Regions from separate parts of the Triticum aestivum genome. Here region 2 is linked to region 1. The links are chromatin contacts, called in public Hi-C maps. All regions are on one chromosome and are shown on one strand. The core of a region is the stretch at or near the end of the contact, and the rest is flanking DNA. Distances in the headings are between cores, read along the strand shown. Region 1 holds the start of LOC123061557 (protein RAE1). Region 2 holds the start of LOC123061559 (polygalacturonase At1g48100).

What was found. A called contact is a pair of places that touch in the nucleus more often than the background predicts.
Region 2: a contact with region 1 is called in a Hi-C map of leaf, with 3 times the contacts expected there. The contact joins the promoter of LOC123061559 here to the promoter of LOC123061557 in region 1. A contact is called at or near these places in 2 of 5 Hi-C or Micro-C datasets (both in leaf).

Annotation. Positions count from the first base shown.
Region 1 is chr3A:440,496,689-440,500,633 of IWGSC CS RefSeq v2.1, reverse strand. It overlaps LOC123061557 (protein RAE1), which reads right to left and starts at 1,849. Exons shown (of 11, transcript XM_044484718.1): 1 at 1,691-1,849; 2 at 1,508-1,594; 3 at 1,325-1,393; 4 at 999-1,192; 5 at 590-731. The coding sequence starts at 1,753.
Region 2 is chr3A:440,686,774-440,690,718 of IWGSC CS RefSeq v2.1, reverse strand. It overlaps LOC123061559 (polygalacturonase At1g48100), which reads right to left and starts at 1,695. Exons shown (of 7, transcript XM_044484720.1): 1 at 1,041-1,695; 2 at 36-167. The coding sequence starts at 1,511. LOC123061561 (a long non-coding RNA gene) reads left to right here. Exons shown (of 3, transcript XR_006429120.1): 2 at 1,968-2,137; 3 at 2,393-2,580.

The DNA.
Region 1 (3,945 bases), core at 600-3,099:
GTCACCTTGACGATTTTTCACCTTCAAAGACTTAACTCCAACTAAATGTTCATCAGGCCAGGAATAAGCCAACACCGCGATGGTTGAGAAATTTTAAAATCTCAACCACATTAGGGGAATTATCGCAGTTTGAATTTTAACCTTTAAACAACTAAGAGAGGCAAGCTATTTTTTTTCCAAACCTTGAAAATTTTAACAACTAAGAGAGGCAAGCTATTTGCTAACACCATTTAGCATACCACTGAAAACACTTCACACAATGAAAAATGTCAATTTCACAATGATATCTTCCCTCTAGGGCAATCGCTATAATGGATATCTGCCCGCTAGAGTAAGACTTTGTTGTAATAGCACTGAAAAACAGTGAAAATATCATTGGGGGGGGGGGGGGGGAAAACAGTGGAAGTAGGCGTTACAGAAAGCCATAAACTACGTACTTGGACACTAAACAATGGTAGCTAGCAATTGAGTTGAGAAACAGAACATGTGTAAATGCTGTACAAGAACGATGGATTAAAAATAAAGTGTGTACAACTCCACTGCATCCATGTAAACAACCAGATATACAACGTAAAGAGAAATAATTTACCTGTGGGTTCTGCAGATTGAAGATAACTACGTTGCGATCAGCAGTGCCGACCGCCATTAGAGGATAACTAAGTGAGAGTGCATAGCAGCGCTCCGGAAGTTGCTGAACGTGCGCTGGATTAGGTTGTCGAATGTCCCAGTACCTTGATAGACGTAAGGTTGGACCGAACAAAATGATCAGCAATCATGTTAACAAAGTCAATTTTGTAGGTCCATTGTGTTTGTACGTATATCAGCATGGTGCTTGAAGATAATGTAGCATGGTCCTTTACAAATTATCTAACTGGACACTGCATCCACTGTTATGATGCAACATATCATGTGAAATTGGACAGAAAACACCAAATATTTGAGTCGCAGCTAATTCTAAAGGAATCAATGTAACTTGAGGTTTGTGCACATTTGATCACCTCAGAGTCTTATCCCAAGACCCACTGACAAGAAGGCTCATCTGTGGTATCCAGGCGAGTTCTTTGACCGGCGCCTCGTGCCCTGAGAAGGCCGTGGCCTGGCCGCCAGACAGCAGCGGCCACATCTTCACCACTTTGTCACAACCTCCCGAAAAAACAGTAGTCCCGTCATCCTTCCAGGCAGAGCACAGGACCTACACTAAACAACCTAGCTTAGTGGTCACAGATAATTTAGACATGGACAGAGCGACCTAGCAGTCCACAAAGGCTAAAATTGAAGATCCATGCTGAGCTAATATAAGGAAATGATAAGAAGGGCACAGTACTGGCTGATCGTGCGAAATAGACGCCTTCGCCTGGCATTGGCCGCCAGGCTGAACCTCCCAGCACCGAACCTGCGTCCAAAACCAAACAGCCCAATCGCATCTCAGAATTTCACTCACCGATTCACCAAAACAGAAAACGATTATCCGCACACATTAGGCCTCGGACGGCCGCGGTGAGCTCACCTGGTTGTCCCAGGAGGTGGCAATCAGGTGGTTCGCCTTGGGGCTGAAGCTGAGGCTGGAAACCGAGTCCCCGGGCGGCGGATTCACCTGCACGAAACGAAGGCAGTCCCCGGTCGAATCGACACATACATTAGGTTTTAGCCATTTAGACCAAGGGCAACAGTATTCGCCAAGCGCACGCACCTCGAGGGATTTGTTAGGGTTGGGGTTGGCGGCGCCGGCGCCGGCGGCGTTAAAGCTCGCCATTGGGTTTCCGAAGGTGTTGGGCGAATTTGGGGGAGGGAGGGAAGGGGCGGGGCGGGGTTTGCGGTTTGTGGGGAGGGCTTTGCTTTTATCTAAGGGCAAAATCGCGTCGGATGGACGCCAAAAGTCCCAGACCAGCAGGTGGTCGCGTTGGGTTGACGCTTTGGGGAGAAGAGTTTGGGCTTGGGATTGGGCTGAGACCAACTCGAACCGACCGAGTCAAATGGACACGCAATATGTTTTTTTTTCGATTAGGTCGTCAGTTTGGCCGGCATCCACCCCCTTGTCCACGCCAATCTGGCAGTGCATCAGCCTGACCCATTCGTTCCGTCTCGGTCGTTTATTTTCAACAAATATATTTTCATCATCACGTAGCATGTACTACAGTGCACCAAAAGGATCGCCATAACTATAGTTCATATGTTACAGTCATAGTTCATGAAAAAAGAAGCAACTAAAAGATGACCACACATCTCGGTCTTGGATGAACTTTTGCTCATGTCGGCCGCCATGATCTCCACTTTCTCCTTGGCCCCTTCTCACTTTCACTTGGGTTGACGACTAGGCCCCCACCTCTTTTTTGTGCCGCACGTTGCTCCTTATACTTTTGGCAATTGTGATTTTTCCTTCAACAATGACTGAAGGTGAATGGCTTGCCCGCATTTTGGACCTTGAAGGAATTCAAAGCTTGAAACGCCTACATATAGAGATGAAAACCAACAAGATAGATTTACGTGCATAGGAGCACGATATATGCTCATATGAACAAGGGAAGGAAGCATATACCATGTCTTTGATGCCAACGCCACTCACGGGGCGGCCAGTGACATTCTCATGAGCACCATAAAATTTGTTGCGCTCCAATTGGATGAAGTGTACAATCAAAGGAAGAAGAAGCCTAGTATATTTTGCAATGTAATTTCATTTTGTACTAGTCGATCTACGTCCAATTTGTCTTTCCATTGTGCTGTTTTTTTTTCTTGATAAATAACAAATATAAGATGCCATTCTGGGTGTCTCTAAAAAAATCTACACCAGTTTTTTGGTTTTTGTTGTTGTTTGTTTTTGAATTTACACGTAATACATGAACACCTCTTTCATACCTGTGAACATTTACGAAAATATGAAACATATTATATATATACAACAACAACAACAAAGCCTTTAGTCCCAAACAAGTTGGGGTAGGTTAGAGGTGAAACCCATAAGATCTCGCAATCAACTCATGGCTCTGGCACATGGATAGCAAGCTTCCACGCACCCCTGTCCATAGCTAGCTCTTTGTCGATACTCCAATCCTTCAGGTCTCTCTTAACGGACTCCTCCCATGTCAAAATTGGTCGACCCCGCCCTCTCTTGACATTCTCCGCACGCTTTAGCCGTCCGCTATGCACTGAAGCTTCTGAAGGCCTGCGCTGAATATGCCCAAACCATCTCAAACGATGTTGGACAAGCTTCTCCTCAATTGGTGCTACCCCAACTCTATCTCGTATATCATCATTCCGGACTCAATCCTTCCTCGTGTGGCCACACATCCATCTCAACATACGCATCTCCGCCACACCTAACTGTTGAACATGTCGCCTTTTAGTCGGCCAACACTCCGCGCCATACAACATTGCGGGTCGAACCGCCGTCCTGTAGAACTTGCCTTTTAACTTTTGTGGCACTCTCTTGTCACAGAGAATGCCAGAAGCTTGGCGCCACTTCATCCATCCGGCTTTGATTCGATGGTTCACATCTTCATCAATACCCCCATCCTCCTGCAACATTGACCCCAAATACCGAAAGGTGTCCTTCCGAGGTACCACCTGGCCATCAAGGCTAACCTCCTCCTCCTCACAGCTAGTAGTACTGAAACCGCACATCATGTACTCGATTTTAGTTCTACTAAGCCTAAACCCTTTCGATTCCAAGGTTTGTCTCCATAACTCTAACTTCCTATTTACCCCCGTCCGACTATCGTCAACTAGCACCACATCATCCGCAAAGAGCATACACCATGGGATATCTCCTTGTATACCCCTTGTGACCTCATCCATCACCAATGCAAAAAGATAAGGGCTCAAAGCTGACCCCTGATACAGTCCTATCTTAATCGGGAAGTCATCGGTGTCGACATCACTTGTTCGAACACTTGTCACAACATTATTGTACATGTCCTTGATGAGGGTAATGTACTTTGCTGGGACTTT
Region 2 (3,945 bases), core at 446-2,945, 190 kb before region 1:
CTCAGGTGCATATTTGGCATTAGGTGCAGAATTACCTGGAAAAGAATGTTTGGTTTGCAGTAAGGCCCAGAAAAGGAGATTGGCCCAACAAGGAACTCTAGTTCTGATGGTACGAGAACTGTAGACGCTCCCAGCTTGCACGCAGCAGCCCACGCTGCTTGAAAAGCCTGCATGCACACTAATTTATTAGAGGTTTGTTCTCAAAAGACTAGACTAAGCTAATCATAGTACTCCTATATAGTTCCACTGTGCCCCTATGGTTTTGTCGGAGTGAAACAATCCTAAACCGTACCCAGAAAATGAGGATTTCTTTTGGCTGAAAAGAAACCCAAATACACTGTTAAATGTTGGTTGAAGCTTAATTTTTGGAAACTTTCAATGCATCTCCCAATTTCCATGAATTTAACCACCATTGATTTTTATTTTCTGGTGTGTATTTTGGATTTCAAGTATGCCTCTACATAAAACATTTCAATCTTTTTAAGAAAAAAATTTAAGGAACTGGTTTTTCCAGAACTATATAACACTAAAAAAAGGTATAGTTGGTCGATCCCAATTTTTGCCATCGATATGTTTCCCGCGTGCAAACAATATTTTGAAAAAATATCGATGTTTTTCTTGCGAACCCTGAATATATTCTTCAGTTTTTTGTTAACCCTGACTTGATGCCCACTTTGTTCACCAAGAGAACGTGATTCCTCAAAAAGGGGAAGCCGTACCAGCTTGAAGTGTGGACATGTGAAGGACAGAACAATCCAAAAAGAAACAAATAAAATTTCCGGCAAGCACAGGCAGTCATGCAAATACTGACTACAGAAAGGTATGTCACTAGTGACAATTTCCTGCGGCTCTGCACTGGAAATCATGTGAGAGTAGTCGATGATCATGGATCATAGGACAGTAATCATGCGTGGGTAATGGGCAGTGCAAAATGGAATTGGCAGTGAGAATTTCTGAGTCGGGGAATGCATGATGCTACACAAGTTAGCGAATTTTCTCTCGATAAAACAGCAATTTGAGGGGCAGTGATGTTGACCAACCTTTGTATCGTCTGAAATTCCATCACCCTTGGCTCCGAAATCAACCACGTTAAACACCGCGCCTGGTGAGGCTGAGGCCGCAGGTGGTGGCTGCGGCGGTGGCTGCCTGCCCTTTCCACAGCTTGGAGATGAAGGCTGTGGACTTGTATGTCCATTGCCTTTGGCAGGGCTCGGCTTGGGGCTCGGGCTCGGGCTCGGACTTACAGGTACATTGGGGCTTGGCTGGTATGGCGTCTGGTGTCCTTTGCCAACACCAGGGGGGGCTGGTGGCGGGCTTCGCCGGTTGCCCCCGTGCTGCCGGTGGGAGCTGCCCTTCTTTGCCTTCCCTTTCTTCTTGAGCAGAGAGGAGCTCGGCGAGCTCCTTGGCCTCCAATGCTTGCCTCTCCTCGCGTCACAGACATCAATGGTGGAGCATAGAGCAAGCAAGACAAGGAGAAGCAGGAGGCCGAAGCCTTTTACTCTGAGCTTCATCCTTGTGTCTGTTGTACCTGTTGGCTAGCTGTGTGGAGAGTGTTTGTACGTGCTTGGGGAGTAGATAGATAGACAGCATACACAAGAGGTGTGGATTGCTTGTGAGGAGGGAAAGACAGAGGCTTCTCTTTAAATAACAAGCTTCAGATTCAGGGCTGCCACGTTTGCGCCTCCCTCTCAAGATTAGATGAAAATGAATGCGGGAAATGGGGCCCCAACTCACGTGCATGCAAAGGTCTTGTAGCTGCACAGGGAATTGGTAAGTGATGTCTTCTTGTTGCTTATGCTCCTCGCCATGATCATGTATGCTTGGCAATTTGTTTACGGCGGTTATTCAGTGAGAACTTGTCGGTGGTGAACCACATCTATTATGACATATTCAGTAATCTCTCTCTGCTATAATCACATCTATACCCTTTGCTCCGCATCTTCTTTGACACCGATTTACTGGAACAGGAATGAAGCATACGATTTATTCACGAGCAGATTTTGTGGGGAAACAAAACGGCCGTTCTCCTTTATATATATCCTTCCCTGTGGTCCAAGAGATCACGTGCAATTAGAGCGCTAGTATGTCCAGTTTGGCAGCTAATCCAAGATCCATATGCATTATGGAGGATACCAAGGTGATGCACAAACCCAGAGTCTATATATTGGCTGCCTTCATATTGTGAGACTCACTTGTCAATAGGACATTAGGACATCCTTTTTTTATTGACCCTGCTAAAATGTCCTTTTCATTCAAAATCGCCATATCAATTGTGATTATGCTGATCGGCCCAATATGAGGACTCTGCTAGAGTTTGCTCTTACTAATATACGGAATTACTAACGCTCACATGCATCTCGCTGAACCAAAATATTTTTTGTTCTGTTTACAGCTCTAAGAAACAAGGAGGGAAGCAAGTAAAAAAAAAGTCATCTCAGGCAAGCCTAACAGCTCATTTGCTTTGCAGAATTTAGTCAGTTTACCCAGATGGCTATGAATGTGCTTTACCCGGCATCCTCGGCGGTTTTGCCCCCGTGTTCAATGATAGACATGGTTGTCCGTACGTTTAATCTATAGAGGTGCCATGCCAGATCCCTGCTCCTTTGTTTTTAAGCTGTGGAAGATTGATGCGTCTCTGCCATGCCATGGCTGTGCACGCAGTGCAGTTATGCGTATGTGCCCACTTTTCGATCGGTTGCCAAAACCAAAGGCAGACATGTGATCGATCACTGACGGGACGAGCTAGCATCTAGCCGAGGCGGAGGCTAGTCCGTTTCTGAACCAAGCATACGTACTCCCGTGCCCGTGGCAGCCAACGGTTTTGAGCTGCTCGCGCACATCAACCTTGTACGTGAAGGTGAAGGTGAAGCTGGTGGGAACGAAGCCCACCGAATTAACGTGTGGCCATGAACAGGGCAAGAGGGCGCGGTAAGACGAGCGCGCGGACTGGCGCGCACATGCCCGGCTCACATGGGGGCAACGGTCACGGGCGTCACGCAAGGGCCGCGCGTTTGTCCGCGCATCGCCCGGGCCGCAACCGCTGCCTGCCCGCATGCGGACGCCGTCGCAATCTCCGATTCCCTTCTCCCGTGCTCCTTGTCCAATCATTCATCCATACATCCATCTCCGCCATGCCGCTCATGGCCGTGCATCCATCGCTTATTAATACAGTAGTTGGCTTCCAAAATAGGTTGCCCCGCTCGGTCGGTGACTTGATCAGCCGTGACCTCTCCCCTAGGACAATGGTCGATGCCCACATTTTCAGCGCTATCTCCGTCTCCAAGACGATCGATCTCCACAGCCTACACGTCTCTTAGTGGTTGTTTGGCTAACAAATATTAGCCATGGGATTATACAGAACGTGTTTTTAGCTGATGTTTAGCAAAACCGGTTTTACAAATTATTTTATGTAAAACCAGTTTATAGAAAAATATGTTTGGCTTGCTCTTGAGTCCTGACTCCTCCCGTGACCTTCCCTCGATAAAATACTCTTGCCGTGACTTTCTCTTTCTCTCTTAATTCCTCGACTTGACCATTGGAGACGGTACGCGGGCTCCAACATCTATTCCTCCTCTGTTTTCGGTCCTCAGAGCATTACTAGTAGAGCCCTCAAACGCTCAAACCCCTAAAAATAACTGATTTTTTTACAGTTTTCGTCGAAAAAAAGCCGTAGACTAGAATCCTTTAACCCTCAAACCCTCAAATTTTTGTAAAGGTCCAACCCTCAAACCCTCTCCCAATCCTCAAAAATAAGGGTTGGGGAGCAAAACCTACTCCAACCCTCATTTGACGGTTATACTCGCGCGGGAGGGAAAAATCCTTCCAACTCCCGCGCCCACGCTCGCGACCGCCGCTGCTAGTCACCCTCGTCTCCGGCGGCCGCCCCGTCGACCTCCCGCGCGCAACGACAACGTCGTTCATGGGGAATATTCCGTTATAAGGGTT